Regions from separate parts of the Mus musculus genome. Here all the other regions are linked to region 1. The links are chromatin contacts, called in public HiChIP or PLAC-seq, capture Hi-C and promoter capture Hi-C maps. All regions are on one chromosome and are shown on one strand. The core of a region is the stretch at or near the end of the contact, and the rest is flanking DNA. Distances in the headings are between cores, read along the strand shown. Region 1 holds the start of Mn1 (meningioma 1). Region 2 has its middle 17 kb from the start of Asphd2. Region 3 holds the start of Asphd2 (aspartate beta-hydroxylase domain containing 2). Region 4 holds the start of Fbrsl1 (fibrosin-like 1). Region 5 holds the start of Srrd (SRR1 domain containing). Region 6 holds the start of Tfip11 (tuftelin interacting protein 11). Region 7 holds the start of Tpst2 (protein-tyrosine sulfotransferase 2).

The links. Promoter capture Hi-C pulls out the DNA fragments that hold promoters and counts their contacts. HiChIP or PLAC-seq counts read pairs in DNA pulled down with a chosen protein or histone mark. Capture Hi-C pulls out chosen DNA fragments and counts their contacts.
Region 2: an H3K4me3 HiChIP or PLAC-seq map of forebrain shows a contact between it and region 1, with 4 times the contacts expected there. The contact joins the enhancer-like site here to the promoter of Mn1 in region 1. A contact is called at or near these places in 2 of 484 Hi-C or Micro-C datasets (both in cortical neurons) and 3 of 115 datasets of contacts at active chromatin or transcription factors (embryonic forebrain, embryonic stem cells and forebrain).
Region 3: a contact with region 1 is called in a capture Hi-C map of embryonic stem cells, with 2.8 times the contacts expected there. The contact joins the promoter of Asphd2 here to the promoter of Mn1 in region 1. A contact is called at or near these places in 1 of 484 Hi-C or Micro-C datasets (embryonic stem cells), 1 of 115 datasets of contacts at active chromatin or transcription factors (embryonic stem cells) and 3 of 9 other capture datasets (adipose tissue, embryonic stem cells and liver).
Region 4: a promoter capture Hi-C map of liver shows a contact between it and region 1, with 2.4 times the contacts expected there. The contact joins the promoter of Fbrsl1 here to the promoter of Mn1 in region 1.
Region 5: a contact with region 1 is called in a promoter capture Hi-C map of hippocampal neurons, with 4 times the contacts expected there. The contact joins the promoter of Srrd here to the promoter of Mn1 in region 1. A contact is called at or near these places in 1 of 39 promoter capture datasets (hippocampal neurons), 2 of 484 Hi-C or Micro-C datasets (both in cortical neurons) and 8 of 115 datasets of contacts at active chromatin or transcription factors (the NIH/3T3 cell line, SST interneurons, bone marrow-derived macrophages and 5 more).
Region 6: an H3K27ac HiChIP or PLAC-seq map of the NIH/3T3 cell line shows a contact between it and region 1, with 8 times the contacts expected there. The contact joins the promoter of Tfip11 here to the promoter of Mn1 in region 1. A contact is called at or near these places in 1 of 39 promoter capture datasets (hippocampal neurons), 2 of 484 Hi-C or Micro-C datasets (both in cortical neurons) and 7 of 115 datasets of contacts at active chromatin or transcription factors (the NIH/3T3 cell line, SST interneurons, embryonic basal ganglia and 4 more).
Region 7: an H3K4me3 HiChIP or PLAC-seq map of neural tube shows a contact between it and region 1, with 3 times the contacts expected there. The contact joins the promoter of Tpst2 here to the promoter of Mn1 in region 1. A contact is called at or near these places in 1 of 39 promoter capture datasets (hippocampal neurons), 1 of 484 Hi-C or Micro-C datasets (embryonic stem cells), 7 of 115 datasets of contacts at active chromatin or transcription factors (VIP interneurons, astrocytes, embryonic forebrain and 4 more) and 1 of 9 other capture datasets (embryonic stem cells).

The regions. Positions count from the first base shown.
Region 1 is chr5:111,415,478-111,419,031 of GRCm38.p6, reverse strand. Mn1 (meningioma 1) reads right to left here and starts at 1,732. Exons shown (of 3, transcript NM_001081235.2): 1 at 1,369-1,732; 2 at 1-1,213. The coding sequence starts at 866.
Region 2 is chr5:112,410,161-112,413,714 of GRCm38.p6, reverse strand. No RefSeq gene overlaps it. Among named protein-coding and RNA genes, the nearest start is that of Asphd2, 17 kb to the right of the region's middle. Within about 2 kb of position 2,039, at least 62 of the 459 cell types and tissues checked have an H3K27ac peak or open chromatin away from gene starts, as enhancers often do. A contact at or near this core is called in cortical neurons and forebrain, where this site is marked.
Region 3 is chr5:112,393,111-112,396,664 of GRCm38.p6, reverse strand. Asphd2 (aspartate beta-hydroxylase domain containing 2) reads left to right here and starts at 1,892. Exons shown (of 6, transcript NM_001357013.1): 1 at 1,892-1,947; 2 at 2,666-2,880; 3 at 3,082-3,205.
Region 4 is chr5:110,446,785-110,450,338 of GRCm38.p6, reverse strand. It overlaps Fbrsl1 (fibrosin-like 1), which reads left to right and starts at 1,836. Exons shown (of 19, transcript NM_001142642.1): 1 at 1,836-2,459. The coding sequence starts at 2,172.
Region 5 is chr5:112,341,321-112,344,874 of GRCm38.p6, reverse strand. It overlaps Srrd (SRR1 domain containing), which reads left to right and starts at 1,835. Exons shown (of 7, transcript NM_001359388.1): 1 at 1,835-2,000. The coding sequence starts at 1,852. It overlaps Hps4 (HPS4, biogenesis of lysosomal organelles complex 3 subunit 2), which reads right to left and starts at 1,780. Exons shown (of 14, transcript NM_001359853.1): 1 at 1,712-1,780; 2 at 1-831.
Region 6 is chr5:112,324,469-112,328,022 of GRCm38.p6, reverse strand. Tfip11 (tuftelin interacting protein 11) reads right to left here and starts at 1,654. Exons shown (of 14, transcript NM_018783.4): 1 at 1,550-1,654; 2 at 353-538; 3 at 1-61. The coding sequence starts at 52.
Region 7 is chr5:112,275,105-112,278,658 of GRCm38.p6, reverse strand. Tpst2 (protein-tyrosine sulfotransferase 2) reads right to left here and starts at 1,914. Exons shown (of 7, transcript NM_009419.5): 1 at 1,888-1,914.

The DNA of each region.
Region 1 (3,554 bases), core at 483-2,982:
TGCATTTTGGACAAACCCACCATGCCTGAGGCTCTAGGCATGGCAGAAGCACCCGGGAAAGCGCCCCCGGGAACCTGGCGACCCGCAGCATAATGTGGCAGCTGCCCTTCAGAGTCAGAGGGTGAAAACATGTCAAAATGTCCTGAGGGCGGCTCGCTCGGGTAATTGTATTCCAGGGAATCTACGGCTCCTTGGTTCGTCACCCTCCGGGGCTCCAGGCTGTGAGAATCCGAGCCGCTAGAGGCGGACAGGCCGTGAAAAGAGGCAGCCCGGTTAGGGCTCTGGTCCAGAGGCAGGCACGGGGCAGGCACGGCGTGGCCCGAGGTGCCCGAACTATGGAAGTCCGGGAGGTTTCCTGGCCGCTGCGGGCCGAAGCCCTCCGGCCCCTGGCTCTCCGCCATGTGCTCATAACTCTCTGCGAAGGGAGGCTGGCTGCCCAGGCCGCCCGCTGCACCTCCGTAGCCAAGCAGCCGGCCCCCGTGCAGACATGAGGCACCTGGATCCGGACCACCGAAGTTGCCCCCAAAGTGGGGGTGATGCTGGTGCGGGTGATGGCCTCCGGGATGGCTGTGGTGAGGCTGCTGACCGCCGAAGAAGCCATGCACAGGCTGCGCCTGCAGCCCCCCTGCGTGCAGCTCGGAGTGGCTGCGCGCATGAAAGCCGTAGGGCTCCATGTTCAAGCCCAAGATCGGGGGTTCGCCCAGAGCGCTTATTGCAGGGTCCACGGGGCCAGTAGGAGGCCCGGCGTGGAAGGCAGGAGCCTTAAAGTGGGCGTTCATGCTCAGTCCGGCTTCGTTAAAGTTCCCCTCGCCCTGACCAGCGTGCCGGCTGTTGATCTGGGGCTCGAATTGGTCCAGCCCAAACATACTTGGCGGGGGCGGGGGGGGCGGGGGGGGGGCGGGAGGGGATCAATAGGGCATGACAGCCTGCTCCGCCGCGCGCCTCCGGCCAGGTACTCGCCTCAGCCGAGGTTCCGGCGCTCCGGGACGTTCTGCACCGCGGGGCGCAGCGCTCACTGCCGCCCGGCCCAGCGCGCGGGCGCTGGCTAGGAGCTCTCTCCGCTGCTCTTCGGAACCTCGAAATCGACCCAAGCGGGCCTCTCACGTCTTGCGAGGCCGCGGCGCCTCCTGGAGCCTTGTCGGGGGGCCCATGCCCCGGGTCGATGGCACGGTCGCGGGTGGGTATGCGGAGAGGAGACCTGGAGGCCGACGAGCTGAGACAAAAAGTTAGATAGGGGGGAGGGAAGGGGACGGAAGAGCAGAATGATCACCTCTGGAGTCCGCGGCGCGGCGGCTGGGGCCGTAGCGGAGCCCCTTGGTCCTTCCCCTGCCCCGAGTCCCCGCTCCCGGGCCGCACCGGCTCCCGCACCTCCGGTCGGCCGCGGGCGATCGGCGGCGAAAGCCTCAGCGGCTCGGAAGACGGGCTGCTCCGCTCCTCATCGCCGGTGCTGGATTCACAGCAGTAGACGCGGGCGCCGGAGCGGGAACGCAGGCTGCGGGAGACGCGCGGCTCCGCGGCTCCGCGGCTCGGGCTCGATCGCCGGTCGCCGCGCGAGTTCGCGGGAGTCTCGGGCCGCGCGCGGGAGGGGAGGCGTGGGGCCGGCGGTTCCGAAGCTGTGGTTCCCGCCTCCGCACTCCACGGGTCCCCTCGGACCCGGGAATGGGCCGCGCGGGCGAGCAGGGCGCGCGGGGCGGGCGAGGCGCTGCGAGGTCCGGGATTCCGCTCCGCGTCTGCCTCTCGCCGGCGCCGGGAGAAGCAGCAACAAGTTTTGCGTTTCAGCAATCCATTCCAGCCATTACCTCTGCACCAATCAGCGCCGCCCGAGCGGGCTCGGGGGCGGGGCTCGCTCTTAAGGTGGTCCCGGGTCCCGGCTGCGCAGGCCCGGCCACCAACCCGCGCTACTCCGGGTCCGGCGCTACGGCGTTGGGGGTGCGCCCCAGGTGCCCCCGGCTGGGGAGGGCGCGAGCCTAGGACGACGGCGGGAGCCAGGCTTTGTCCGCCCCCTTCCCATTCACGCTGTTCTCAACTCCCCACCCCCAACCGGAGCCAGCGCGACCTGCGGGGTGGGCAGGGGGCGGGGAGGTGGGCGGTGAGCTGTGCGGGGCGCACAGACAATGGGGTAGCCTGGCAGAGTCCCCGGACGCGCCAGGGAAAGTCGCTAAGTGTCGCCTGTGCTGCAGCCCGGGGCAGCGCCCCAGGGAGCCGGCCCTGGCAAGTTCACGAGGTGATCGCCGAGGGGAAACACGAAGTAAGGTTGTCTCTGCGACCAGAGACTGGCTCGCTCCTTCCCTAGTCTCCCACCGTCCGCGGCTTCCGGTTCTCTGCCGCTGGCTCCACCGGGAAGAAGCCACGCACCCTCGGCCGCTTTGTGGAGCCACTTCGGGTGAGCCCGGCGCGGGAGCGACGAGGCGAGACAATGCGAAACCCTGAGGAGAGCGACGCGCAAAGGGCGCACGGGGTGGGGGCGGGGGTGGGGGCGACACCTTGCTGCGGCCACAAGCAGGCAGGCCCAGGCCCTGAAGGGCGCGAAGTTGGCCTCCTTAAAAGATCAATTAAACTGAAGAGGTCAAAGAACGGAATTGGATTGTGATACTAAAATCAATAAGAGTGATTTAATACCTACCCTATTTCATATGGAATATTTATCCCAATAATCTTACTTAAAATTGTTTAGATCTTTCTACTCCTCACGGAGTAGAGGCTGAAATCTATCTTGCAATTAAAAGTTAGAAGTTGGAGGTGATAGGAGGTGGAGGTGTTTATTCTGTGGACGCGCGCGCACCCAAGCGCCAGCATGCGTGTGCGAGTTTTCCTCTCAAAGTGTAAGTAGGGGAGGAGGGGCGGAAAGGCTTTTAATTTTCCTTGTCATGAAATAAAGCGAGACAATTTTGCTGGCAAGCCAGGATTCTTAAAAGAAGAGGGGAAAAGAAAAAAAAAAAACTTTCGTTGAAGTGCCCCCGATATCGCTATTAAATCTAAATAAAATTAAGCACGGTGTATAAAAATGCCTTCCCCCCCCCCACAAAAGAAAGTGTTTATCGCCCAAGTCTGTCTAGCGTTTGCTAAATTACGCATGAAATCTGAAATGAAATAAACGTTATAATAAAACCAACCCGGAGCCCTTTTTATTTAAAAACCTCAGATTAAGCACTCCACTGTCGCGGGCATGAGTTAAAAGTTACCGTGTCATTCGCGGCCGATTCATTACTCCCTGGAGCTTCTGAGGAAAGAAACGTTGGAAAATGGGCTCGATTTAGGAAGGGGGGGCAGGAAGCCCCAAGAGACGTCTCAAGAAATCACACACACACACCCAAGACACACACTCTTTCACACACACAAACCCATCCCCCACACACTCACTCACCCCCACCCCCACCCTCACACACTCGAAATAAAAGCTCTCAGGAAGCTGCAACAAGCTCGGGTTTTTCCTGCAGTCTACAGATTTTTTTTTCTTTTGAAATTAAAAATGAAAATTACCCCCACCAAAAAACGGGGCCCATAAATAAGCATTGGGAAGAAGTATTTGTGCAGGGTGGTGGAGTTTTAAAAGG
Region 2 (3,554 bases), core at 790-3,289, 990 kb before region 1:
TTGTGTATGTCAGGGTGTGTGTCTGTGTGTGTGTCAGTGTGTCTATCTGTATGTATATCTCTGTGTGTCTGTGTCTGTAGCTGTATGTGTGTCTATGTCTGTTTGTCTGTGTGTATCTCTGTGTATCTGTGTCTATGTGTGTGTGTGTCTGTGTATCCATGTCTGTGTCTCTATGTGTGTGTGTGTGTGTGAGAGAGAGAGAGAGAGAGAGAGAGAGAGAGAGAAGGTCATAGGACAATTTGCAACAGTTTGTTCTTGCCTCACACTTGACAGGTTCCAGAACTGAACTCCAGTCCTAGGACTTGGCAGCAGGCATCTTTGCTCACTGAGCCAGCTGACTCACTAGTCCTGCAGCAGGCCCTATGGCCTTCTTGAGATCCACTCACTGCTCTGCAACCTATGGACACCTTTCTGGTGCATATGAACACCTCTTAAGAGGATCAAGCCTATTGTCTCAGTTAAGGTTTTACTGCTGTGAACAGATACCATGACCAAGGCAACTCTTATAAGGATGACATTTAATTGGGGCTGGTGTACAGGTTCAGAAGTTCAGTCCATTATCATCAAGGCAGGAACATGACAGCATCCAGGCAGGCACTGTGCAGGAGGAGCTGAGAGTTCTACATCTTCATCTGAAGGCTGCTAGAAGACTGATTTCCAGGCAGCTAGGATGAAAGTCTTAAAGCCCACGCCCACAGTGACACACCTACTCCAACAAGGCCACACCCACTCCAACAAGACCACGCCTTCTTCAACAAGGCCACACCTACTCCAACAGGGCCGTCAGCCCTGTGTGTGAGTCCAGGTGTTTTTTCCTATGCTTTATTATGTGTGAAATAGATAGGCATTCTAAATGTCACATTCTGGCCAAGTTGGGTGGTACAAGCCTGCAATACCAGCTCCTGGGAAGCTGAGGCTGGGGGATCGCAAGTCTGGGCCAACCTGAACTGTGTAGTAAGTATGAAAAAAAAAAAAGCCATGTGGTGACTGCAATGAGTTTTCAATGCAGGACCAGTCCGGAAGGCAGGAAGTACCCTTTCTTAGTGCCCAGATCCGACATCTTTTCCTGCCATATCTGTGATACACTGCTGCGTGCCCTTTGATGTCTGCCCTTCCCTCACCGTGCCTTTTGCTCACTCTCATGTAACTAGAAAGAAGTAGGGAGTGCCGCCGTGCCCTGTCTCTGTAGCTGATGTGGGTTCTTTGAGGGTGATGGAGTCTTAGCTCTCTCAGTAGGTTTACCTGGGGGTAATCAACAGCCCCCAGAAACACCTCAAGCCGATGACTTAGCCTGCCCTTGTCTCTCACCCAAGAAGAATCAGGGCAAGAAGAGCAAATGTAGTTTTACTAAGGAAAAAAAGTGGCAGGGATTGGGTGGGGGAGCTCTGAGGGAGGAATGCCGAGATGTGGTCTTCCCAATGGCCTCTGGGAATTAGATAGAGGCAGAGATCGTCCTGTGCGGCTGCAGCAGTCATGGCCCCCACATTCTTGGACATTTAAAGGGAGATCACATGGCTGTGGATTGACCAGGAGGTTCCCCCGCAGAATTCCAGAGCTGAGAAAAGACGGGCATTGTCCTCCCCCACACATGCAAATATGCGAAACCCACAAACTCCTAGAGCAATCAGTCCTGCCTGAAATTTGCTGAGAACCAATACCTGGGGCTGCTAAGAATATGTCCCACCAGAAATAAATTTTCCGAGCCAGGCAATGCCAGCCAGTTATGAAGTCGCCCCACCTAGCCAGCTCGACAATCACGGGAACAACACAGGTGTCAGTCACCACACCTGCTCCACTGGTGGCTTCAAAGGCGAAGACATTTGCAACAGTGACTTAATGACGGCTCCCAGGCCCCAGAGGCTGGAGTGGGGGTGGAGCTCATCCCACTCTGCTTCTCTTCCTCGAGAAGGTCAAACTGACATGGTCAGAGGAAACCCCAAAGCACAGTCCTCTCACCGTCTACTTTAACCAACAGACTGACAGGCATTCCCGGGTGGCACCCTATGCGCCGAACCTGCCACCGCCTCTTCAAAACACTGCTGGTTTCCATGGAAACCAAAAAAAGCACTCGGGCTGGGAGAGCTACTGGGAATTGCAAATTGAGATGCCCCAAACTACCCCTGCAGCACATTTCTAAGCCCTCATTTGGAAAAAGAAACAGTAGCTCAGGTTTGCACTGGGGACAGGGGCTGAAGGGTAGGGGGGTGAGGGTGGGGGCACATTAGGAAGCCCTTAAAAAAACTCGAGAGCATTTCCAGCGCCCAACATCCTGTCTGACCCTGGTATACTTTCTAGATTCCAACATCCTAACTGGATTGCTTCCTTTTCAAAAGAAGCTCCCTCCCGGGAGACGCAGAGAGGGTGTATCTGGGATGCACAGGCTTCTGGAGTTAGGGTCCTGTCTGCTGTTTATAAGGCTCATGTTGTGACAAGGCAGCACAGGTCACAATGATGCCTGCGGTCAGGACGCCAACACAGAGTCCTCTGCTGCTGATCTCTCTCCTCCCCAGGCTGAGAGAGGGCTGTTCGCACAGAGATGATTATATTTCTGTTCTCAAAATCCGCTATCTGAGACGGGAATGCAAAATGAAAGGCAAGGGTTTCTACAAACAGATGCCGGGCTGGCGCAGCACAGGAAGGGATTTTAAAAAGACAGCTAAAGACAAGTCATCTTTAAAAAGTTCTTAGAGCAAAGATACAGACCAAAGCTAGGCATGGCAGCACAGACTGTAAGGCCTTGCTTGTGGGGCAGAGGTAGGTGGATCCGGACATGAGGTTAGCTCAGACTACGTGAGACCCTGACTCAAAACAAAGTAGCTAGACAAAGTGAATTTTTCCATCTTTTCTTTTTCCTTTTATGAAGTCCAAGCTTGGCAGCTGGTTGCTTTTCTTGGGCTTGGATACCTTTGTGGGCCATGCATGTGTACCGTGCATGGATGCTATGGACGGATGCATGAGGACCTGACTTCAGTCCCCAGCAAAAAGGCAGGCTTGGTGGCATCCATTTGAAATCCTAGCACTGGGGTGGAAGATAGGAGGATGGCTGAAGATCTCCGCCAGTCTGCCCATAGGATACACTGTTTCAAGAAACAGGCACACGCCTTTAATCCCAGCACTCGGAGGCAGAGGTAGGCGGATTTCTGAGTTCGAGGCCAGCCTGGTCTACAAAGTGAGTTCCAGGACAGCCAGAGCTATACAGAGAAACCCTGTCTCGAGAGAGAGAGAGAGAGAGAGAGAGAGAGAGAGAGAGAGAGAGAGATGGAAGGCATCTGAGGAAAGACACCAAAGTTGTTTTCTGACCTCTACATGCTCATAGGTGCACACACAATGGCACACTGCTTCCCTGTTTCAAATGTGTGCCATCACATCCGTCCCTCCAGCTGCCCAAGAGAGAAAACTGAGAATAACTCTGTCCCTTCTTCAGCCCTTCATTCACTCTCTCACTGTCTCCATCCACTGCCATGACAACAGGCTCACGGCGTGCTTCTTTATAAGGGCTGGGGCCAGCCTGGGTTACAGGGTTCCAGCCTAGCCTAGGCTACAGAGTGAGATGG
Region 3 (3,554 bases), core at 643-3,142, 980 kb before region 1:
GAGTCCTAGTCTCTGCCCTTCTGGTGACATAGTGGCAGTGTGTCCTCGGCTCTCACCCAGAGTTCCCTCTGCAAGTCCTGGACACTCTTTTCTGGCAGAACTCACCTACTAAGGCCGTTAGAAGCTCGACAGAGATTGGAGTGATTATCATCTTCTGAGACTCTCAGCAATTTAAAAGAACTGAAATGGCCAGAGAGGTTAGCAGAGCCGTGTCTGTAATCTGGCCGCCGAACAAATAAACACGCTTAACAAACATGGAACCCTGTAATCACAGTGGTCACAGATAATTACAAGGTTCGTCGACAGGATTAATTCGTAATGCACTGCAGATGGTGTAGTCTGGGAATGGAACGCATACGGAAGACCGTGTGAAAGACGGTGTTCTTTATGCATAAGGGCCGTGGATGAGGCTAAATTTGGGCAACTTGCTAAATGTGAAGCAGGACACGAGCTGCATGCTTTCTCTAGCCACTCAGAGCAGTTACTCAGAAGGAGCAGGGTTGCCTTCAGCCCTCCGTCGTCAGCCCGGGATCGGCAACCGTCCTTAGTGCATTTTACAGGCTCTCAATCTATGTAAGACATATTCATGGTCTGATCATTTGTTCTCGGCCTATGGCACCGATTGTGGAGGCCCTGGAGTTTACAACGGGAGGTGGGTCTGGTTGCAGGAAGTAGGCGGGAGAGGTGGGTTTTGAAGGACAGACTGACCCTGGTTTTGCCCCAATTTCCTGAGCCTAGATCACACGCTTACAAGTGTAGCATCCCTCCATGCGTTTTCTGCCATAACGGACTGAAAACTTTTGACCTGTGAGCCCAGGTGAGCTTTCCCACCTCCATTGGTTTCTGTCAGGTGTCTTGGTGGCGTCCCCGCAAAAGAACCTTGCTGAACCAATGACGCGTTTTGAGTCACTGTATTAAAATAAAAAGTGGTGGTGGGGGGGGGGGGGGATGCTATTCTACTCCTGGAATTGTAACAAGGGCTTAAGGGACTAAGATGGAGACTCCAGGGCATGGAGTGGGTTCTGAGTCAGGAAACAGGGGTCCTGGGTGAAGCAAGTGGGTTCTCTATCACCAACTGTATAAGTGCGAGCTTGGGTGAAGGGCAGGGGGCTTCTGGGACAGACCCGAGGTGATTTTATCCTGGACAAAAATGAGGATTCTAGGCCAGGACAAAGATGCATGCTGGGATTGGAAGCAGTAGGTTCGAGGACAGACACAGATGGGCTGTGGGCTGGCATCCCACCCCACGCTCCCAGAACGCCCATGCACTGTTCCAAGGAGCCCACGCTTCCCTGGGCGCTCGCAGCGCGGTGTCCCTAGGCCAGGCTGAGCAGCCCCTTTCCCTCCAGTGAACTGGGCAGAACTGGCCGTGGCTAGCTAGACTGGGCCTCCCTGTGGGCAGGCGCCAGGTCTGCAACAGCTCCAGTCAGCAGCGCCCAGGCGGGGCCGGGAGCCGCGGATCTTCCAGGCTGTTCCATTTGCAATTTCATCCCACGTGTCCGCGGGGCCTCAGAAGTGTGTGTGGGATTCATCACAGGCAAGAGGGGCGAGGGGAAGGACACCAAGGGGAGGAGATGCGGAAGGGAGGACCGAGCGGAGGGGATGCAGGAGGGAGGGAGGGAGGAACAAAGGCGTCTGATAGGCGAAGCCCCCGGACCTGATGCGCGCACCCGATGCTCGGTGGGGCGGGACGCGCGGAGCCCCCCGCGGGTACGCGCGGCAGATGCATGCGCCGGGGGTCCCGCCCCGCCCCGCCGCCCCCTCCCCGCCGCCAGGCGCGCGCGGCATTGTGGGAGTTGTGGTCCTCGGGGTGGCGGAGCGCAGCGCGGGCGGCACCGGCTCGGCGGGGCTCGCGGCTCCGGCCGGGCGGCGGCTGCGGGCGCGGCAGGGGGCGGCCGCGTCCCTGGGGCAGTGGCGTCGCCCGGGTCCCCGCAGCCGCCCGCGCAGGTAAGCGGGGTCTCCAGGGCTGCGGGGCAGAGGAGGACGATGCTAGGGGCGCCCGCGCCTGCATCCCGGGCCGGCCCAGGGCCCGCGGTCGCCTAGCACCGGCTGCGTGCTGAGTGCCTCTCGAGCTGGACCGCGCAGCGCAGCATCACCCCCACCTTTTCTCCTCCCCCTCTTTCTCTCTTTCCAGCTTCCTCCTTCGCCTTTTCCCCTGATCCCCCATCCTCCTCAGCATCACCCACTTTGACCCACCTCCCTGTCCCGAGAATTGTCACGCGCCCTAAACCTCCTTCCCACTTTTCCAGGTAACCCTCACCTCACCATCTCTTCCCCTGACTACCTGCGTTAACGCATCTTTCTGACCTCTTCTGTCGTACTCTCTCCAGGGCCTGTGACACTGGCGGGAGACTGTGAGGAGGAAGGTCCCTAGAGGGGAGGGCTTGTCTCCGGACAGTTCTCTGCGCCCCCTGGTAGAGAGGATAGCAAGCAACACAGCTACCCCCTATCCTCTCCTGTGGTGTGCTGTACCTTGCGGGGGGGGGGGGGGGTTCGGGGTCGCCTGGCTTCACCTCAGGGTGACCCGGTCTCTTTGTCATCAGAAAGCTTCCTGAGCTGGTCATCTGATCCGGGTTAACTGGGTCAAGTGGAGACTGTCTCCCCAGGCATTCCTCACGTCAGAAGTTATCTTTGATCGGACTTGAATTTGTCCTTTATTCCCCAGAGCCGGCTGATCTTTGAGATCTGAGGTTCGGGGCTGCATGATGCCCGTTCCTGATGGGAACTGATCTGTGAAGAGAGCCAGAAGTGTGTGTGTCTACCTATTATCCTGATGCCACACACTCTACCAAAACCAGAGTTTGTTCTCTTGTCACAAATCAGCTCTGGACTTGTGTGTCCCTCCCTGGGCGAAGGGGCCGCCAGCCTCCTGGAACTCAAGTGAGTGGCAGGTCCCAGCTCCTTCTCTTAGTGCTGGATTTGGTCATGTGGAGAGGTTAGGCTCTCTCCTTGCTGAATGTTTACTGCTCTGTCTAAGGGAGGGCTCTTGTTTGCTTTGTCCGGAGCAAGCAAGGCTGTTCTGAGGAGGGGAAGGGCTGGCAGTGGAGAGGTATCCTATCCATCTGCTTTTGACATGAGCAGGTTGGTGGGAACTCGGTTTCTTGAGTCAGTTATTACCACTGACTGGGGCTCAGGACATCCGAAGAAACCTGGCTGATGAAAGCAGTTTTGGAGTTACAGTTTCCTCAGAGTCTATGAACACCAGGTGAGAGTCTCACATAGAATCTTGGGAACCCTGGGCTTTCTCAAAGAGCAGGTGCCAAAAAAGGCACCTTTCTGGGGCTTTTCCCCTTTTTCCTAAAGAGGAAACCGTCAGGGCTGATGGTATCACCCATGGAGGAGGGTGGGTGTTAAGCTTAACACCGGCTCAGCAGCTCGAGAAGAAGCTGACTTCTCCTCTCCCTGTTCCTGTACTTTTCCTAGAAGCCTAAGAGTTCCATGAATATTCAGTGTGCGTGTTTTTGACTTCCTAAACATTATAGTCAAGTGATGCTTTATTCAGCCGACACCAGGATGGTGCCAGTAGGTGAGGCATGAGCACCAGCAGTTTTCCT
Region 4 (3,554 bases), core at 587-3,086, 970 kb after region 1:
GGGAGAGCTGGTATACTGGCTAGTTTTGTGTCAACTTGACACAGCTGGGGTTATCACAGAGAAAGGAGCTTCAGTTGGGGAAATGCCTCCATGAGATCCAACTGTAAGGCACTTTCTCAATTAGTGATCAAGAGGGAAAGGCCCCTTGTGGGTGGGACCATCCCTGGACTGGTAGTCTTGAGTTCTATAAGAGAGCAGGCTGAGCAAGCCTGAGCAAGCCAGTAAAGAACATCCCTCCATGGCTTCTGCATCAGCTCCTGCTTTCTGACCCGCTTGAGTTCCAGTCCTGACTTCCTTTGGTGATTTAAGTGTAAGCTGAATAAACCCTTTCCTCCCCAACTTGCTTCTTGGTCATGATGTTTGTTCAGGAATAGAAACCCTGACTAAGATAACTGGTAAGCAAGGATACCTTTTATTTCTGTTGAAAACTTCAAAAATCGGGTCTCAGTCGTTGTTCTTGGAGTGGAAAAGGGTTGACCTAGAGTGAAACTCCCCACAAGCTGGGAGTGGGGTGGTCTCAGGAGGAGGTGTCTAAAAGAGAACAGTTAGCAGGAATGAGGAGCTGCCTTGGTTCTGCGTCTTTCCAACAGGGTTCTTTAGCTAGTTAGATGCTAGCTCTGAGTAGTTTTGTAATAAAATCTGGAATGGGAAGAAGAGGGAAGGCTGGCAGGTAGGCTGGCAGGTGTGTTGGTCCCCGTGTTGTTAAGTGAAAGAGCACACTTGTGGATGATAGGCCACGTTCCCAGATGCCCCAAGGGACGTCTTGGCAGAGAGCCTGTGGCCATCTCAGGAGCCAGAAAATGTGCACTTGAGGTCCTGTCCAGGGGCATTCTTCAGTCGTGTCTGCTTCCTTTCAGGGCCTCTGCTGCCCAGATGTAGGCATGGCTCAATGTCACTTTTCACTCAGTGCCCAATGCCCAAGCTGTGACACCTCCCTTCTCTTCATGTCAAATGTTCTCACTGGAGGAATTGCTGAGACTTCGTGCCCAGCTCCAGGGCATCCCAACTGGGGAAGTTGCTGAGGAAACTCACGGTTTTGTCTAGTTTTGTACTTCCTATCGGCGGTCCCCAAGTCCTTGGACTAGTGTAGGCAGGTCTCTAAGGAAAGACTACTTGAGACTGGAGGGTTTGGTTTTCAGGGCGCTACCTAATTTTGCATGGGGACCAGAGTGAAACTGGGCTTGAGGGCTTGCAGGTGGACGATGACGTACGCGCTGCCTCTAGGACTTCAGCACAGTGAGCCCCCAGCACCAACCTACCTACTCTCTCTCACGTGCTTCCACTCAGTTTGCCCCAAGCTACTGTAGGTGCATAGACCCATCACCTCCTACGGGAAGGGCGGAAGGGGAGGCGCTGATCGCCACAAACTCGCTGTAGGTGGCTGGGCAGTACTTGTAGGCGAGCACTAATTGCCTAGTAGGCGTGGTCAACAAGGCGAGGCATGAAGTAGGAGGGATCTGACCATGACTAGGCTCAGCGACCTGCACAGGTGAGCAGGACCGGAAGGCAAGGGCGGGGCTTAAGGAACTGAGAAAGCGTAGACAAGAGAGGTGGAGCCGGGAAGAATGGGGCGTGATCTGACAGGGTCGGGGGGTCGGAATTCTAAAGAGCTGTGCGCAAACGGGTGTGGCCTGTTGCAGGGGCGGAGCAAAGGGAAAGCTTCCCCCCTTTCGGGGGCGGGGCTTAACGTGAAAGGGCGAGGGCCCGCTCAGCGCAGAGCCATTTAGTCCGGAAGGGCGGGGTCAGGGCGGGGCCAGGGTGGGGCGGAGTCGACGGGTCAGCCTCCCCCAGCTGCGCCCGCTTCCTCTGGCACTCCGGCCCGGCGGAAGTGCGTCAGTTGTTATCCGCTCTGGTCGCTGCCACTACTGTGTCTGCCTCACGGTCCCGGTGCTCAGAAGCTCCGCCACCCGCCGCCTTCTGCCGCTGCCCGCCGGTCGCCATGGGCCGTGTCCCTGGGGACCTGGTCTAGGGTCGCCGAGAGACCGCCGCACTCCGATGCGCGGGACCCGGGGTCCTAGCCCGCGCGGCGTCCGGTGCTGAGAGCCCGCGCCCGGCATGCCCGCCCCGGTCCCGAGCCCGCCCCGGCCCCGAGCCCGCGCGGCGCCCTCGCAGCCCGGCGGCACGGCGTAGCAGGCGGTGCGGGGCGCCAAGGTCACCGCCGCGGCGCCGCCATGGAGGCCAAGGTCCGGCCAAGCCGGCGTTCGCGCGCGCAGCGAGATCGCGGCCGGCGTCGGGAAGCCGCCCGGGACGCCCGCGCCCAGAGCCCGTCGTCGGGTGAGGAGCCAGAGCCCAGTCCTGGCAAGGAGAACGCGGGACTCCACGGCGCGCCGCCTCAGCGCCCTACGCCTCTGCGCGCTGCGCGCCCCCCGCGGCGCCGTCGCCGCGAGTCCAGCTCGCAGGAGGAGGAGGTTATTGACGGCTTCGCTATAGCCAGCTTCAGCACCCTGGAGGCCCTGGAGGTAGGTGGGCTGGAAGGCCAGACCCGGGACCAAGGAAACGCATACGTATGCCTCCTGGCCCCGCGCTGCAACCTTGCCAGGAAGAGGACCTGGAGTGAGGGGTGTGTGGGAGGACTTAAACCACGCCACCTAAGCGGGCTTTGCAGCGATCGTTACTTGTTGCCAAGTTATCGCTGCGTCCGGGACCAGCTGGGGATTTGGACATTGTTGGGCCTCGGGGAGGCAGCGACGATAAAATGGACACTTGGGATTCTTCCTGTCCTATGATCTCTTAAGGGTTCTTTGGAGGGAACCGGGAGTCAACTGGCAAACCCTTCTTGGTGATCATTGCATGGGTATAGGTAATAGATTTGCTAAGAATACTACGTGTTTGACTGAGTTGTCGTGCACAGTATTTGCTGAGCAAAGTGTCCTTCCGACCTGAACTCAGGTTAGTAGAAGAGAAGGAAGTGAGAGAAATGGTCAGTGAGTGAGTGAGTAGTCACTGTGTCTCTGGAACTCAAGTGGTTGAAAATGCTGGTCAGGCCTTCAGGGCACTAGCAGAACCTTCAAACCCCTAGCAATGCAGAGATCTCTGTCTGGGTGAAAACTTTGGGGACCACATCTCATCTGCTGGGCTGTGGTCGCAGGGATTACTGCGACCCTATTCACTCTTGCCCTGACTGATACCTGCGATTTCCCAGTTTCAGGCCAAGCTTGAGAAAGGGGAATTGGTCATTGGATATCTAAATGGAGTTTTCCCCAAGTTCATATTCTAACCCTGGGGTCTGCCGGGTCTGTAGAGCTGAGGGTCAGTTGGTGATGGCCACTATGAGTAGCCCTGAGATGGGTTTGTTTGATTCGCATGCAGGGCCGAGTCCCACTTTGTGTTCAGCCCTTGTGTCTTCTGGGGAATATGAGATGAGTTATAGGCCCAAGCCAAAGATCCTAAACTAAGATGATTTTGTGGGGTGTGTTGTATTGTGTCTGGTGCTGATGTGCTAAGAAGACACGAAGGCTTCGGGGTTTCTGCCTTAGTGATGATAATGACACAGCCAGACAGTATGCTAAAGCCCCTACTTTGCAGCCATGGTACCAGAAGTTCCAGATCTGCAA
Region 5 (3,554 bases), core at 586-3,085, 930 kb before region 1:
TTGAATCAATATGAAAAGGCAACTTCCCTTCGGGGCAGGTTCCTTTCCAGAAGTATCTCTGCACTGCTGACAAGTCCAGGAGGACTGGAGGTGGACTAGATTAACTCAACCATCTGTGAGCTGCTTTCAGGAGCATCTGTATGGCTGTCTACACTGGAATCTGTTCCAACTCCCCCCCAGGGAGTGCCACAGCAAGGAGAAGCATGCTGGATGGGCAGGGCAGCTTCTGATAGGATCTCTGACTTTGTGTACAGTCCAAAGCCATCCAGTGAGTTTCTTCAAAAGGTCCAAAGTTCCCAGGTCACACACACACACACACACCAGTATCTCAGCTCTGAGGAAAAACAAAGAATCAATTCTTTCAGAAACCTGTGACCACTCATGTGACCCACAAGGTTCAATAAACACTTGGTTTCAAAGCAGCCTTCAGAGCTTGTGTTTTAGAATAAAAAGAGTTCGGGTAGCAGATACTTCAAAGGCCTTTTTTTTTTTTTCAGCAGAAAATAGCTTTGCAGAAGGGAAACCAGACGACGAGTGTAGAAGGTACTGGGTGTAAGGGACCACACCAGTCAAATGGTCCCAAAATTAAGGAACTGGCACTCAGGAGCCTAATCAGAATGTGCGCAGCCCTTCAGAGTGCAAGAGAGAACTTTGACAGAGGGGAAGACAACTCAGTGTATCATGGAATACTCTGCCAGAAAAGAGTCTTGGCCTCACTCTGATTCTTCGCTCCTCCAAGAGAACTGTCCAGAAACAGGTGGTACAGGCATTAAAATTACTATCCACGAGGCTGAAATTTTCTGACAGTCTTATTTCACTGTGTGGATAACACTGGGAGGAAACACAAAAATAATTTAATCCTTTTCCTTGACAAGCCTTCCGTCATTTTCATCTATAGTCTTTGTTTTGTTTTGTTTATTTGTTTGTTTGTTTTTTCGAGACAGGGTTTCTCTGTATAGCCCTGGCTGTCCTGGAACTCACTCTGTAGACTCAGGCTGTCTCTGCCTCCCAAGTGCTGGGGTTAAAAGTGTGCGCCACCACCACCTGGCTTCATTAAGACTATAGTCTTAATCCCACTTTTCTGGTTAATTCCTTCAAGGACAGGATCTCTAAAGCTGGCCACAATCTGCCACCTGTGGAAATAGTACGTTGAAGTCTCTTAGGGAGGGAGCCAGGCATGGTAGTTTAGGCCTTTTATCCCAGCGCACTGGAAATAGACAGGCAGATTGCTGAGTTCCAGGCAAGCTATGGCTACAAAGCAGGACCCTCTCTTAAAAGCGAGTAAACTCTCTTAGGAAGAAGGAAGTGCCCGAGGGGCATCCCCCACGAACCCGAAAAGGCCTCTTAAATATCAGTCACCTCAACTACACACACCTCGTTCTGCAGCAAACACAGGGCGAGCACACTGTGCAGGGCATCTCTGTTCCTGGAACCACCCCTCCCATTCCCTGAGGCCTGCTCGGAGGACCTAACAGCGAGTTCTCAAAGGTCCCGATGAGGTCAGTGATTGTGTAAGGGACCTAAAGAGGCCATGACACCCTAAGAGTACAGGCAGGGGGACAGTGCGGGTGCGCGCGGGGACGGAGGGAAGTCCCTCGCTGGTCAGGAGCCCCGAACCCTGCGGCCCGATCGCGTGGATCAGGCTCGCCCGCCCGCCCGCCCACCGGGACCCCGGGCTCTGTCTGGCCGCCCGCGGGAAAACCCCCGATACCTGCGCCCGCCCGGCAGCCCCGCGATCACGCGCGGACCCACCTCCCGCCGGTGGGGGCTTGGCGATGACGTGAGGTGTGACGCAGCCTGTGACGTCGGCGGCACGGCGGCCGCTCTGGCGCACTCTGCTGACGTCAGAGCATGGCGGCGGCGGCTCTCGAGCCCTGGAGCGCGGTGGCTCCGCGGAGGAGGAAGCGCGCGGCGGGAAGGCGACCGCGGCCGGGCGAGGGGCCCCGGGCCGAGCCGGAGGCGGACGGCGAAGCGGTGCTACGCCGCCTGCGGGAGGCCGAGTGAGTGCAGCGCCGAGAGGCAACTCCAGCCTCAGTGTCCCTAACCTGGAAATGGGTGTGCCAACCCGCTGGGAAAGGCTGAGTTCTCCCTCCGGTGTCACTGTAGCAAGCTCTCAGTAAAGCTGCCATTCCCATTCGCTGCGGCTGCGGCAGTTTATCATCCTGTGTCCCTGTCTGCCACCTTTGAGATGGGGGTTTAAGCATTACGTAGGGATGCTCAGAGGATTGTGTGATGTGACTGTAGAGCACTCCCTGGCACCCAAGCTCGAGGTGGGGGAGGAGGGTGTCAGAAGGTGCTCAGAAGACCTCTGCTTTCACTGCATAGGTTAGGACAATCAAACTCAAATGTGAGGCTTGGTGGCAAGAACCTTTACCCTATAAATCATCAGCTCTGGATTTGGAGGCGGGATCTTGTACTATAGCTTAGGCTAGCCCAGCAGCCCTGAATTGGAGGATATCCCGTCTTTGCTGTGGGCCACACACCACATTGGTTATTATCCGTATTGTAAATCGAGGTTGCAGCAAACACAGATGTCAACATTTGCATCAATGGTTTACTGAGCAGCAGCTGTGTGCGCAGACTTTTGCAGCCTATGTATTTCACAGGCTCACTGGAATCCTGGGCACTCCGAGAGACATACAAAGATCATTGTTTCAGGCCCAGGCCTTGGTGACTTCAAACCCCATGCTTCCACCTAATCATTATCATGTACTCTATTATGTTACATCCATCTCCCCAGCACTTGGTCTGTACCTTCTTACAGGGCACATAGACGGTGCCCACCATACACAGGCTACACCGTGTTCTTGCCTTTTCTAGTTTTGGTCTTACAGGGCTAAGTTAGAAATGTTGGTAGCATTTTGTATGGGTCAGAAGGGCTGTGATGAGGGGGGCAAGTTACACTTAAAAAGCATTGGTGACCCAGAAGTTACCTCTGAACATAAATTACTGGCGGTGCAGCTGAGAGGACAGATAGAAGCAAGCAGTGCCTTAAAGTCTCGAGATTAGTGAGACATAGGTGTCTAGGACCTGAACTCTTCAAGGCGCACACCAGATAGTCATTGTTTCCTCAGCTGCTTCAGAATCTCCCAGAATGCCCTGCTTCTCCCAGCATCCTTCCAGGGGTGTGGTTATCACTCCTGAGCATAGAGAATCTGATTCAGGGCTACTTAGAATATTACAGAGTACTTTGATTTATCGGGCACTTCTTTCCTTAGAAGAATGTAGGTCGCCTGGGGGCAGTTTCTCTCCTCTTTGTCCCTAAACATTGCCTCTGGCATACTTAAATTCACTGTTGATTGTTCTGCCTTAGGCTGTGGAAACCAGCTGACCAGACCCTTGGACTTCCTCTTTGACCTTCTTTTTACCGTTATTTATAGTGGGGAAGCTATTGAGTTCCTGCTGAGTAGCTCATTCATTTCCCCCTGCTACTCTCCAGTCTTGAGAGGACACTCCCATCATAAAGGGAAAGTCTGAGGACTTTATTTATTGAACTGCATCTCTGCCATGCCAAAGTAGTAGAACACACCCAGACCATCCCTTGGCAAACCAGG
Region 6 (3,554 bases), core at 405-2,904, 910 kb before region 1:
CGTCATCATCAAGGTGGCCTTCGCCATCCCGGTACAAGTGGGACAGAGACATGGCCAGTCACTAGAGGACGGTGACAAGAACAGCACTGTGAGAACCTGGGGCTAGCAGAAGATCCGCCAGTGTCAAAAAGCTATTAATGAGCCTCATGATCCAACTCAGTAAAGCAGCCATTAAACAAAGGGCAAAATGACCAGCTCCGTGACAAGTGAGACAAGTCAGACCCAGCCATCCGAAGGGGGCCTAACGCACAATGCCTTGTCAGAGTCAATCACCATGCACGCGTGGGGCGGGGCCACAGAATGACAGGCACATATGCCACAGAAAGGAAGCAACAGCTCTAAATGTTATTACCTCAGAAACCAGGTTGGTCTTTTTACTTCTCCAGGAAAAGTTGTATCTAGCCAATTTGCAGTTCCAGGGAAACTTCAGAGCATTTTCTGAAATACTATTTCCACGGGACTGAAGGTTTCCTTCCCTGAACGGCTTCTACGGTACTGGAAGGTTGCAGTCTTTCTGAATGCCACTTTGCAGTCACTCCTAGAGGGTAGGGAAAAAACAGTGTTCTACCCAGGTAGCTATTCATCTCTCTCTCTCATAACTGCATTCATTCAGTTCCAGGAGAAGCTTGTAAGGACTGATTAAGATGATACTTTCGAAAAACAAAAGCTCCAACACTTTGGAGGCAGAGAGGCAGATCCATCTCTCTAAGTTCAAAGCCAGCCTGGTCTCAAAACCGACAAAACAACAACGAAAGCTCCGCTCCCAGTAGGTGCTCAAGAAACAGCACCCTTACATCTTTGACTCTAGCAGTAGGGAGGCAGAGACCAGGGGGGTCTGAGTTCAAAGCCAGCCTGGTCTACAAAGCAAATTCCAGGGCAGCCAGGGCTGGCTGCTAAAGAGAAATTCTGTCTTGAAAACAAAAACAAAAAACAAAACAAACAAACAAACAAAAAACAGAAACGGGGGGAAAGGGAGGAAAAAGGAAAAAAAAAAAAAAGCATCTTCTTCCACTCCATGATCGGGTTTCAGGTTCACACTCATTACAAGTCAGGACTGCGAAGTGAATCCTTCAAAATGATTGTGAAAATCATTAACACTTAACACCCCAGCCTGAGTCTAAATCGCGCCTCTATGAACACCTGTGAGTGTGGTTATCACATTCAAAGGTCCCGACCCGACACTGTGTGCATTGCACAGTAACATCCTCACTATGTGACACCAGTGACTGACAGCGTGAAAACGGCTCCGCGGTGACTAACAGCTCCCCCCCCCCCCCGCTGCTCCTCCTCCTCCTCCTCCTCACTATGCACCGGCGAAACTCAACAGGTTCCGACCCCAGCAACCAGCACATGTTGAGTTTCCTCAAAGGAGCAGGAAGCCCTAGGCCCACTCAATTACAGCACCGCCACCTCCCCAGCACAGGGGACAGGAGACGCTCAGCTCAATGTCAGCAGCGGGCCCGGAGCGCAGGGAAACCGTAAAGCCGTCGTCACGGAGCCTCGGAGCCTCAGCCCGCGCTCCCGGGACGCCACCCCGCCGCCTGCTCACCTCGCTCAGCATCCGCGAGAGCCACACAGCCTTCGCCCAGCGTCCCCGAATCTGCGAGGGTCCCGCCAGCCCAAACCCGGATGTGGCCTTTACCGGCGCATCGGAAATACGTCATCGCTCAGAGGCGGAAGTGGCGCGCTGTTGCCCCGGCAGCGACTTCACGCCGGAGGGGGCGTGTCTGCAACCCGGAAGGGCCGGTGATCCCGCCTCGCGCTGCTTCTGGTTCCCATCGGAACTGAGGCTGAGTGGCCGTCTCGTTCCAGGGCGAGCCGTCGCCAGGCACTGGAGTCTTACTTGGCGTTACCAGCGTCACGAGGACACTGAGAGATTAAAATGTCCTCGCGACCCCATGTCGAGTTCTCTCCAGGAAGCAGTTTTATTGTTCTCCTCTTTGCTCTAGTTATTTCTCTGTCGCTGGGAAAGAACGGAGTTGGGGTTTCTTGTTGGTTTGATTTGGTTTTGGTTTTGTGAATTTTCAAGACAGGGTTTCTCATCCTGCCGTGGTGGCGCACGCCTTTAATCCCAGCACTTAGGAGGCAGAGACAGGTGGATTTCTGAGTTCGAGGCCAGCCTGGTCTACATACAAAGTGAGTTCCAGGACAACCAGGGCTACACAGAGAAACCCTGTCTCGAAACCCCCCACCCCCAAAAAAAAGAAAGAAAGAAAGACAGGGTTTCTCTGTGTAGCCCTGACTGTCCTGGAACTCATTGTGTAGACCAGGTTAGCCTCGAACTCGGGAGATCTGCCTGCCTCTGCCTCCTGAGTGCTGGCCTTAAAGGCGTGTGCCAACGCGACCCACAAAGAGCATATGTCATCTTTTTACACATCTTACAAATCTATACATAGTCTGGTGCCATCTCTGGTTCTGAAACTAATTTGTTTTCTCTAATACCCTAAAAGGCTGGGTCCTGGTGGGTTTTGTTGTTGGCTGGACTTATTTTTGTTTTCCCCTGTCAGCTTGATACACACTAGAGATATCTAGGAAAAGGACTCGGTGCTTCCATCGGATGGCCTGTAGGCAAGACTGGTGTCGTTTGCTTGATTCATGATTGATGTGGGACGGCCCAGCCCATTGTGGGTGGGGCCTCCCCCTGTGGTCCTGGGTGCTGTAAGCACAGGGAGCAAGCCAATAAGCAGCGTTCCCTCCGTGGCTTCTACTTCAGTTCTTTTTAAAAATGTCTTTGGACTGTAATCTGTAAAGCAAATAAATCAGTTTCCTTCCCAAATTGCTCTTGGGTATGGTCTTTACAATACAGCAATAAAACCTAACCAAAAAACATGCAGGAGGATTTGTTAGTGAGGCTCTTGGGGAGTCCGTCAGAGCCAATGTGATACTGTGGGATCAGGGTCCCTTCTTGGGGTTTTATGGTCACGTGAATGAAAGCATCTAAGAACTGATACAGAGAGCTGAGGGCGGGCAGTGGGGCCAGGGTTGGGGGTGGGGGCGGGAACGGCAGGCAAGTTGTAACTCATAGCTGCCGGGAGGAGAACGAAGAAGGGAAGAGGCATGGTGGTGTGGGAGAGCCAGTGTGGAGGTCGGCCACGAGCAGGCAGGGGGCCTTCAGCGCATGAGCAAGGGATCCCAGTACAGGAAAGTTGAAAGCATACTTGTGTTGGGAAAGAATATCCCTGCGTGTGAACCAAGTGAAAGTAAACCAGGAAGGCAGTGACCCCAAGTTGGCAGACAAGCACACGCAAGCTGCAAGGGTACTTCCGTTCCGTTCCATTCCATTCTGACACACGTGCTATCGTGCTATCAGGTGACTCATCCCGTTGGTAGGAGCTCAGCGTCATTCTGATGGGATTGGCACATCATAAACCACACCAAGAGGAAGCTTATGACCAGCAAGTATCAAAAAATGCCTGGTATTTGGGGTTTGACATAAACTACAAGAGTGTCCCAAGATGGGGCTGGGAGCACGGACTATGGAATACTGGACCTTGGGCAAGCTAGCCATCTTTGATCAAAACAAAACAAACAAACAAACAAACAAACAAAAACTT
Region 7 (3,554 bases), core at 665-3,164, 860 kb before region 1:
CAATAATTATAAAAGGAGTTCAGTTCTATTGGAAGCTCGATCTCCTAGCTTGCCGGAGGCTCTGGGTTCCACCCCAGCACTGAATGCAGAAGGTGTCACGATGCACACCTGTATAGCACTCAGGAAGTGGAGGCAGGAGGAACAGAGGCTAAAGGTCATCTTCAGTTCCATAGTGACGTGAAGGCCAGCCCGAGTCACAGGAGACCCTGTCTCAATACACACTTTCTCGACGGAGCTTGCACACACACACACACACATGCACACATGAACGCGCACCCCCCCCCTCACTGTGGGAAGCACAGTGACTCTCTTTTATAACCTTACCTCCCCCAGCACAGGAAGAGGGTGGGCAGGTCCAGGCCCTAACCCCAACAGGTACTGAAGCTGTCAACCACAAATCTGCTCACCACTGCTGCTTACTAGCAGGTCCCAGGAACCGCCCGGATGACATGCAGGGTACCCCTCAGAGCACTAATGAACTAGGAAATCATTTATAACAAATGCATTGAAGCCAGGAAGACGCTGATGTTTCAGAAGAAACGAAACATATTCAGAATTTATGGGAAACCTCAAGCCAGGCAAGTGGCACAAGCCTCTAATTCCAGCACTCCGGGGCTGAAACCGGAGAGTCTGGGGTTCAAGGTCAGCTTGAGGTAGATAAGACTTGGTCACAAATATCATCATAACCATCACATTCCAGAGGCAGTAAAGTGGTAAGGCACTTTGGGAGTTTGGCAGCTCCTCAATAGGTTAAACTTTAAAGGGATCCTGAAATTTAGGCAAAACTGAAAAGAGAAATACAGTGTGTGTATTCCCAGCAACAATACTAATCACAGCCATAAAGGAACATCAACCCACTGTCCATCTACAAACCAATGGACTACACACACACACACACACACACACACACAATATCCACACTAGGAAATACTATGCACATGAGGAACCATACACAGAACCACCCAGAGCAGAGAAATCCATAGACAGATAGTAGTGTAGATGAAGGTGAGCCGGGGTCTGGGGAAAGAGGTTTGGGAGTTGAGGGTTAGGGACTGCTGCTTTGGGGGATGTACAAATGTTCTAAAAGTAGACGAGGATCAGTGCGTAATGTGAGCATCCTAAAACCCACCAACCACCTAAAGTTTACTTCCAAAAGAAGATTTATATGGTTAGTGGATCAGACCTTCAGAAAAAGTGTTACAAAAAAAAAAATCCTTAGATACGGTTTTTAAAACAAGATATGGTAAATGGAATGAGCCCAAGGCGAGGCAAGGCGGGTACAGCGGTTCACAAATAACTTAACAGCTTCTTCAGGGTAACGAAACAAACCCAGTTCTGTATGTCCGGAAACAGAGGCTGGAGAAAGGGCATGTCCCCAATACTAAGCCGGAGCCTCCCAGCCCGATCTGCCCCAATGCAGAAGCTGGGCCTAACTAACCATCGGGCATCCCTGCTAGAATGAAAGAAACAAGGGGTTGGGGAGGGCAAGGAACAGTATGAACACCGGGAGCAGTGGGTACAGGGGCAGCCACCTCTGGGGGGAGGGGGGAGGGTCACACGCTCGCTCGCGCGCACAAAACCCCGCGGGAGAGTTTCTGCCCCGTCCTAGCTGTGAGTCCCAGCGCCCGGGCACGTGACCCCAGGCCTCAGTTTCCCACGTGTGAAGCAGGAAGCAAGCAAAACAGGGCAGAGCAAGAGAGGTCTACGCGTTCTTAAGAACCACCGTGGGCCGCGACCTCCGCAAGTTAACTTCCCCGCGGCGCCGCGCGGGTGGGGCTCCAGGCCACGCGCGTCCTCCCGCGGCGACCAGGCCTGTCCGCGCCGCCCACCGTCCGGACCGCGCCACGCAGCCCTGACCTGGTACTGGCCGAGGCCGCTGCCACCTACCGTGCCCAAATCGGCGCCCGCGCAGACTCCGGCTCCCTGCCGGCCGCCAGGGAGGCGCCGCGAGGGGCGGGGCCGCGTGTCGTGACGCAAGGGGCGGAGCCACTCGTGATCACGCCCCTGTCGCCTAGTGCTTGACCACGCCCCCAACGTCTATCGCTAGAGCCGCGACACTCCAGGCTTGCCCAGAGGGTTGGGGGCGGGACCCAGATAGGCCCTGCCCACACGCACGGCCTCCGCCACTCCCCCTCCCCTAGCTTCCCCTCTAGCGCCATGACGCAAGGGGTGTGGCCAAGAGAGCCCGCCCCTTCCAGCGTTGCCCCGCCCTCATCTCCTCCCCGGGGGCGGAGCCCCTGCCGTTAGAGCTTGCTGCTCTGGCTCCTTTAACTACGCAGGGCGTTCCTCCTCTGCACGGCATCCTTGAGGGCGCAGCCACAAGCTGGCGTTCAGACGCTGAGCGGGATGGCTGTCCGTCAGCGCAGGGGTGTGCACTATAGGTACAGGATTGGGTCCCAGAAAGGAGCCAGCCCAAGGTGTGCAGAGCAAAGGAGAAGGTGTAGGCTAGCCTCTCGCTGCGTCCTCTATAGCCTCTGTTTACAGCGCGCGCGCGCGCGCACGAGTTGTGGTGTGTTTTACCATTTTAAAATACATTAGATGGCTCGTTTGGTAAAGACGCTTGCAATCCCCGAAACCCGTGCAGAGATGGAAGAGTAGAACCGGCTCCACAAAGTTGTCTCCGACCTCCACACGTGTGCCTTGACACACAGTAATAAAAATAAATATTGAAAATAAAATCCTGGTGTTTGCGAGATGGCTTAGTGGGTAAGAGCGCCTGCCTCTAAGTCTGACGACATGAGTTCGATGAGGGACCCACATCATACAAGGACGTACCCCTCCCACCCAAACAAATCCTTTGACCTTCCAGGGTGTTGTGAAACCGTATACCCCAAACCTGTACAAAACTAAATGAAATTCATTTTTATACTAGTTACAACTAACACAAATATCTCTACAGGCCAGACAAAGCAAGGCACACAGATATGTGTTTGTCATTCATTCATTCATTCATTCATTCATTCATGTAGTCTATAAAACAGTGCCTGCCCTGTGGGAGATGCTGGGCTGACAAAGTCCCCGTCTTGGTGAAGCCAGTTACCAAAAATGAAACCACACAACATAGCATTTACTGAGTGCATATTTGAGATTTTTTTTTTTTTTTTGTGACTAACGACACAGCTCTGGGAGTTTTATACTATTTATGGGTGAAGAAAGATCAAAGAGCAAGGTCTGCCTGAAGGGGACTTCTGCTCCGCTGAGGGCTTTCTCTGAGCTTTATGATTCCACAAGTAAGCTGGATTCCCCTCAACAAGCCTTCCCAGCAGGGTCTGGAACTGGCCAGGCAAGAGTAGGTTCCAAAACTAGTCCAGGGAGGAAAAAATGAGGTGCTTACCTCATGACCCAAAGCACAGGCAGGGTGGCCTGTGCAACTAGTCATGAAAAGAACATTAGTCACAGCAGGGCCCGGGGGGGGGGGGGGGGCAGGATCCAGAAAGGAGGAGGTCAGCCTGGGGCCTTGCTTGAAGACAGGTAGGCAGGATGTGGTGGAAGGGGAGGATGTGGCCTGGCTCCTGTGCACTGTGGAAAGGCATCTATCTCCACAGGATCCTGCT